2 separate regions of the Zea mays genome follow, and region 1 is linked to region 2. The links are chromatin contacts, called in public Hi-C maps. All regions are on one chromosome and are shown on one strand. Each heading gives the region's core, a stretch centred on a gene start, on an enhancer-like site or on the middle of the called end of the contact. The rest is flanking DNA. Distances are from core to core; before and after follow the strand shown. Region 1 has its middle 42 kb from the start of LOC103632349. Region 2 has its middle 7.0 kb from the start of LOC111591142.

Region 1 (3,995 bases), core at 1,264-3,763, 240 kb after region 2:
AGCGTATATACCGAGTCAATGTGAGAGGTTGATAGCTCTAGTAGGTTGTTATTACGATCCTATTTTTATGGCAGATCCGAAAAACATGGCAGTCGCATGCATGCGGTTATACAGATCCTAAAATTATGGCAAAATGCATGCATGAGTCAAACACGTTCTCTTGCATGCGCGTAAATTTAGGAAAGATATGTGTGGCGGTTTCTATTTTAAATGCTTTATTTCCTCTATAAATTTAGGATCGCTGCAACAGACATGCAACTAAAACTCGTAATGACCATTTTATGCTATATATTTATACTAAATATGCTACACTGTGTAGATAATTATGCAATTCGGTATACTGCGTAAAAATCTGCTACAGGCTGCATGCACACAAATTTATGATGGAAAGAATATGCAATGAAAGGAAATGAATTGCATGCATAGAAACAAAAAATCACATTTAATGTTTTATTTCCTTCATAAATATAGGATCCCTCCAACAGCCATGCAACTAAACGCATTAGAACTAGTTTATGATGTATACTGAAACAAATTATACTACACGGTGTATGTATTTATGCAATTCCTTACACTGCGTAAAAAATCTGGCATGTTGTTCACTGGTGGACGCATCTCCGGGTGGAGCGTAAAAACCTTAAGTTTTGAGCATAAAATCCCTCAATTATAAGCGTAAATACCGAGTCAATTAGAGGCTGATAGCTTTAGTAGGTTGTTATTACGATCCTATTTTTATGACAGATCCGAAAAACATGGCAGCTGCATGCATGCGGTTTCTATTTTTATACAGATCCAAAAATTATGGCAAAATCGTGAGAGTTTCCATTGCATGCGCGCAAATTAAGAACAGCATAAATCAAGGAATTGCCTTTCCAATGTGCATGCAGTAAACTGATATACGAACTCTGTGTTAAAGCATAAAATCATACAGTTTTTAGCGTAAATAATACATGTGGTAGATATAAAACACAATAAACGAAAAGAAAAATGCGCCGGATCAGAGGATGTCACGCGCGATCATCGCTGCGCGCATCTCGCCCCTTCCGTGACGTCGCTCGCTCGAACATCGCGCCTCATGCGTCGCCGTCGCTACTCGCACGTCGACGGGCGTCGCTTGCTCGCCAGCCTTGGAAGTGCCGCCTCCTCGGGGCTTCGGGGACGCCGCTGCTTGGCTGCACAAGGGCCTCGCTGCGGATCGAGGAACCTCCGCCACCGCGCGTCGAGGTAATGGAGTTGCGGCCACCGGCCTGGGATCCGCCGCCGCTCGCCCTCTGGATCGGGGGCCGCCACCGCCGGCCTGGGAACTGCCGCCACCGCATGTCGAGGTCGGGGAGCCACGGCCACCGCAGCCACTGGCCGGGGTCCACCGTCGCGGGCTATCAGTCAACCGTCGTCGCTAATGAATCGAGATGGGGCGTGAAAAACTGAACCCTAGCACTCCGGGTCCTGTTTTATAGACGTCCGGATGTGGTCCGGCTCGACCGGATTGCACTGTCTGGCCCGGGCTTCCTTTAATTATTGGAAGCCCAGGGCGCCTAATATACAATCTATATATATATATATATGTTACTATTGTTTTTATTTATATTAAAATATGTATGTTCTATTGGCTAGATGGTGTGAATATAGGTTTAAAGTCAACAATCTTAATTTAAATCTTTATTTATATATAATTTTATTATTTTTTATCATTTAAACATAGGAAAAGCACAACGGTGAAAACCGATCCTCGTACACTGGAGATGGGTTTGTCCACCAAGAACAACGGTTCAACAGCAACAATTTAGGTATAAAGATCACCTGAGCTATCCACCGATCCACATCAGTTTTGGTTCCGATCCCCTTTTCTTTTCGTTGGCACCACCGTTTTCTTCCTACGAAAACTAGCAAACGTATCCATACTACTATAATGCTCGTACTTACGACGCCACACGGTCATATTTAGGTGTTGTTTGGTTCAGACATTATTAAAGGAATGATAATAAGACCTCTTACCGGCGGTAATGGTTACTAGTTATAATGTGACTGGATACCAGTACCTAGAAACACCACCTTAACGACAGTGTAACAGACGAGAGTCTAGTCAGCCGGTATGGTAGATCCTCTCCACAAAAAAAATATAATAAAGTTAATATTAAAGTGAACATATAATCCATATATAATATATTAAACTGGTAAGAATAAATATTATACTTTACCTTAGTCAAAAGATCGAGAAAAATAATAAGTTGAAAATGAATCTGATCCTCATTTTATAGCTCGTTCGATTACCCATCCTCCTTTAGATAGCGGGTGGTACTATATGGAAACGCTACGCTGCGTACGACTTCACGTTGTCTTGAGCTTGGATGGTTTGTGGTTTCTCACAATCCATTTATAAGATACTCGTAGACGAGGAAGCTGGAGAAGCTGGGGAGACAAAGGCGGATTTTGATATAGCCCAACCGGTCCATGGCCTGGTGCTAGCCCATCCAAGTAGGATAGGTCCATCCCAGTTACATGCATGGGCCATATTTCTTACTGGCGTCCTCCCAACCTGGCAGTCTCCCTCTCCACATGCCACTTGCACCGCTGCACGTGCTAACTAACAGCTTCTCCAGACTTCGGTTCGCGCCCGCGCCGCCAAGGATATCGTCGTCGACGCCTCGTCGAGCAACCGCCTAGCCGCTTTGCCCACGGCTCTAGTTCGTGCCCCTGCCGCCCCTACCCACAGGGCCCGCCCAACCGCCGCCGAGCGCGCAGCGCCCGCCGCTCAGTGCCTCAGTTTACGCCACCTTGCACCCATGCGCTCTCACCAGTCCGGCTCTCCCTCCACCGACGTCCGGGGCTCCGGCCTCCGGGATTTGGTGGCGCCTCGTCGTCCGGCACTCCCCATTGGCCTACCCCAAGAGCCACTGCCACTCTACCAAGGACAGGAGCAGGTGCGGATTTAGGCAAGCGATTGGAGTTAAAATGGGACAGCGAGTGGAGTTGAATTTGCAAGCAAATATAACGTACTTATGGTGCTTTCCATTGTGTGCAGAAAATTGTGGTGAAGGTGGATGTGCAGTTTTGCATGTTGAAGACCGCCTGCGACTATCTGTGTTTGTCGGTAAATGTTTAGGACTCTAGTCATTTTACTATTATTTACACAACTTATAATTAGAGATGGCTTATAAATTATTTTGAAACTTGTCAGGTATCGTAATTAAGGGTATCTAGGTCACACTTCTAAACATGCTTAACCCCTAAACTATCCCGAGGTCAAGAAAATGTGAGCCACGGTTCGCTCCAGACCTCGCTCAAAGGTTGCTCAAAACTCTGCCTCGCCCGAGCCTACCCTCGGGCGAGGACAACACTCGGGGAAATCCTCGTCCCGCCTGAGGTATCATCTCCACGGAACAGCTGTTTCCGACTCACCTGAGTCCGTCTCGGATAGGAGGACAACTCTGAGCCTGGCCTAAGTTAAAGGTTGCGGGAACCGTGGAGACGTGGGCATTCAATACAAATACTCACCCCACGTGACACCGCAGTCAAACAGGAGCGACAGGACCGTGGTCTCATCCACTTTCACCGACTACGATGACGCATGCCTGGAAATAACGACTACTGCTCCTCCATGGCGTCTGCTGAGTTCAAACAACACCGGATGGGACGTGCGTACGACAAGCATGGTCTCGCCCTCGGGAGGGAACTCCGCCTCGCTCAAAGTCGGCCTCAGCCTCGAAGCAAAATCTACCTCGCCCGAGCTCGGCCTCGACCAACCCCCCCCCCCCCCCCCCCCCGGTGAATCTCGCATAAGGTCACTTCTTCAATTATTCCCTGCATGACCGCAAGCCCAGAGCAGGCTCGACCAAGGCCTCGGGAAGACTTCTGTCTCTCCCGAGCGTGGCTTTGGCCTTGGTAGTATCGACAAAAGGACGCCCGACATAACCAGAAGTTGCAGAGCTAACCTCAGATTGCCAAGAGCTTTTCGCTATACTTCACTACTTCAACCATTACGACTAGGACAACAC
Region 2 (3,716 bases), core at 141-2,640:
CTGGTGGCTTGAGGGAGAGAGCCGGTAGAAAAGCTGCAATTTTGGGCTCTTGGCTTCAGCAGATTTGGAGGATGAGCTCTTTCCTATTTTTCAGTAGAAGTCCATCAAAGAGCCCTGCGTTTGGTAAATTATTTGGAGAAACCCACGAAGGAGCTCTTGAAGGAGCTATACCAAAGGGGCCCTAAATAAATGTATCATATATTCGTTTTCTACAATTTTTTCTCTCTCTATTCGATTTCACGTTTTTATTCTAGAAATATATAATACTTTATATTATCTGTATGCGCAGATAATAAATACCATGTAAACTCATTAAATAGTCTACCAAACGGAGAGCTTCTTCGTAAGAATAGGAAGGAGCAGCCCCATTCCGCCATTCGTAAGAATAGAAAGGAGCAGCCCAATAAACCGAGCAAAGCGGAGCTCCAAAAAGAGGCTTCTCCAGCTCTCTCTAGTCCTTCTCTCTTACATGAAAATATATAGGAGCTACATTTTCAACTAATTAGGTTGTTCCTCTAGAGGCTCTTCATGAAAAAAAAGGAGGAAGTTATCCACAGAGCAGCCAAAGCTAGCTGAAGCTGTTGATGCAAGAGCCTTTATATTTTGAAGATATATTATGGACCCAAACCACAGCTCATTCTATATCTTGGATTCTGTGTGTAGGGAGAAAAAAAAATCCCACAACCAAGCGTGTGCTGTATTTTCGAGGATAACGTGCCTGCTGCAGATTCTATAATTCTTAGTAAACCAAACGCGGCCTTAAGATGACGCCCATTGCCTAATTTAAAGGCTGCTGGTACTCCCTTCTAGATCACCCTAGCTAGCTAGTGATCATCCATATATCGTAGACTGGAAAATTGGAGCTATTTGCATACAACGTTAAAAAGAGTCATAAAATCGTACGTGTTTGCATTAGAACAGCACGATCTATTCTAGAAGTAGATTTTCCCGGTATGCGCTAGTGGTAGTCTGGTGTTGTACAAGTATACAACGACTGGGTATGTAACAGAGAGATGAGATAGGTTGAGAGAGCTGCTTTCAAGTACCATTAATCTGCGATGAACGCAGAGGCAGCATGCATGCATGACGCGTGCACCTTGACATGCATGCATAAACATGCACCGACCAGTCCAACTCTTCCCTCCGCCGTCTTAAATTAAAATTCGTTTTATTTAATTAATATATTTATATAATAATTATGTATATGTTTTATACGTATCTAGATTTATCCTATCTATTTGAATATAGATATATAAAATGAAAAGCTAAAACGACTAATAATAGAGAGAAACCAGCTGTCTCCGTGATGACTAACCAATCACTGCAAGTACTGGTGGCCACTGGCCAGTCTACCAAAGGAGGACGCTTTATCAAAAAAAAAGGACGCACGTGCAGACGTGCTTTGACTGTGCAGTCAGAGCAGCTCCAGACACTGGTTATCAGTTTGCTCCTATATAATGCATGCATCGGTTTTCTGTCCGTTTCGAGCTAAATTTGTGTTACGTTTAGTCCGCCGATCGACTTTAATTTGATCCCGGCCCCAGCGCTCTTCGCCGCCGATCATATGCTCTCTTTTCCACGATCAACGCGGTCTAGAAGCCATCACTACCGGTACATACGAGAAGAGTATTATTCACTTGCCGACTAACAGTAATCAATTCCCGTTACAGAGGACTTTGAAATTTTCTGTAGTATACCGGGTCCTAAGACTAAGGCCATGTTTAATTAGAGGGACTAAAGATTAGTCCCTGCTTTTTAGTCTCGTTTAGTCTCTATTTTACTAAACGGAGGGACTAAAGTAGGGACTAATTGACTTTAATCTCTAGTCCCTCACATGAGTGCTAAAAGGGACTAAAAGCCAACATTTACTCTAATTGTCCTTGCCTAGAAAACCGACGTTGTCGGCGTTTCGAACCCGGGGGTCCCTGGACCGACGAGTAAATTGTCGTCGCGTGCCCCAGCCCAGATGGGTCGGCGCGAGACGGAGCGCGAAGGGGGGAAGAAGCCGGAGAGAGACAGGCGTGAGAGGTGAAATCCCGCGGCCTTCGTGTTTGTCCCGCGCCTAGGTCGGGTGCGCTTGCAGTAGGGGTTACAAGCGTCCACGCGGGAGGGAGCAAGCGGCCTTACGCGAGCGTCGTCCCGTCCTTCGCCGCGCGGCCAACCCTCTGTAAGAGGGCCCTGGATCTTCCTTTTATAGGCGTAAGGAAAGGATCCAGGTGTACAATGGGGGGTGTAGCAGTGTGCTAACGTGTCTAGCGGAGGAGAGCTAGTGCCCTAAGTACATGCCATCGTGGCAGCCGGAGAGGTTTTGGCACCCGGTTCGTGTGGTGTCGTGACCGTCGAAGGAGCGCTGGAGCCTGGCGGAAGGACAGCTGTCGGGGCTGTCGGGTCCTTGCTGACGTCCTCTTGCTTCCGTAAGGGGGCTGAGAGCCGCCGTCGTCATAGAGCGTGCGGGGCGCCATCATTACTTGTTTGGCGGAGCGAGCCAGATGGGACACCGGTCTTGTTTCCCGTAGCCTGAGTCAGCTTGGGGTAGGGTAATGATGGCGCCTCCTGTGACGTGGTCGGTCCGAGCCCTAGGTTGGGCGAGGTGGAGGCTCCTCCGAGGTCGAGGTCGAGTCTGTCTTCCGAGACCGAGGTCGAGTCCGAGCCCCTGGGTCGAGCGAGGCGGAGACCGTCGGCTGAGGCCAGGGCTGAGTCCGAGCCCTGGGGTCGGGCGAAGCGGAGTTCGTCGTCTTCCGGGGCTGAGCCCGAGTCCGAGCCCTGGGGTCGGGCGATGCGGAGTTCGTCGTCTTCCGGGGCTGAGCCCGAGTCCGAGCCCTGGGGTCGGGCGATGCAGAGTTCGTCGTCTTCCGGGGCTGAGCCCGAGTCCGAGCCCTGGGTCGGGCGAAGCGGAGTTTTCTATGGCGCCTGAGGCCGGGCTTGGCTGCTGTCAGCCTCACTCTGTCGAGTGGCACGGCAGTCGGAGCGGCGCAGGCGGCGCTGTCCTCTTGTCAGGCCTGTCAGTGGAGCGGCAAAGTGACAACAGTCACTTCGGCTCTGTCGACTGGAGGGCGCGCGTCAGGATAAAGGTGTCAGGCCACCTTTGCATTAAATGCCCCTGCGATTTGGTCGGTTGGCGTGGCGATTTGGCCAAGGTTGCTTCTTGGTGAAGACTGGGCCTCGGGCGAGCTGAATGCGCGTCCGTTGCCGTAGGGGGTCCTCGGGCGAGACGTAAATCCTCCGGGGTCGGCTGCCCTTGCCCGAGGCTGGGCTCGGGCGAGGCGCGATCGCGTCCCTTGAATGGACCGATCCTTGACTTAATCGCACCCATCAGGCCTTTGCAGCTTTGTGCTGATGGGGTTAGCAGCTGAGATTTAGGAGTCCTTAGGGTACCCCTAATTATGGTCCCCGACAGACCGAAACAAAAAGGGTTATTTTAGTCCTTATGTGTTGTATTTAATGTATTTAAAATTCGTTTAGTCCCTACAACCAAACAGTGTAAAGACTAAAATTGTACTAAATTTTAGTCCTGGGACTAATGTAACCAAACGGGGCTTAATAGTTGTTTGAATTTATTAGATCTAATAGTTAGTGGATAAAATTAGATATAGACATTCAAACACTCTATCTAATAGTGTAGCTATTAGCTATTTTTAGTAAATTAGTTAATAGTTAGCTAGCTATTTGTTAGTTAGCTAATTTTACTCACGGAACGTTTAGATTCATTTATTTTG

What was found. Hi-C and Micro-C count contacts between places; a contact is called where the count stands out from the background.
Region 1: a contact with region 2 is called in a Hi-C map of ear, with 2.2 times the contacts expected there. The contact joins two enhancer-like sites. A contact is called at or near these places in 2 of 25 Hi-C or Micro-C datasets (ear and tassel).

What each region holds. Positions count from the first base shown.
Region 1 is chr3:218,569,233-218,573,227 of Zm-B73-REFERENCE-NAM-5.0, forward strand. No RefSeq gene overlaps it. Among protein-coding and RNA genes, the nearest start is that of LOC103632349, 42 kb to the right of the region's middle. Within about 2 kb of position 2,514, at least 20 of the 20 cell types and tissues checked have an H3K27ac peak or open chromatin away from gene starts, as enhancers often do. A contact at or near this core is called in ear, where this site is marked.
Region 2 is chr3:218,330,976-218,334,691 of Zm-B73-REFERENCE-NAM-5.0, forward strand. No RefSeq gene overlaps it. Among protein-coding and RNA genes, the nearest start is that of LOC111591142, 7.0 kb to the left of the region's middle. Within about 2 kb of position 1,391, at least 4 of the 20 cell types and tissues checked have an H3K27ac peak or open chromatin away from gene starts, as enhancers often do. A contact at or near this core is called in ear, where this site is marked.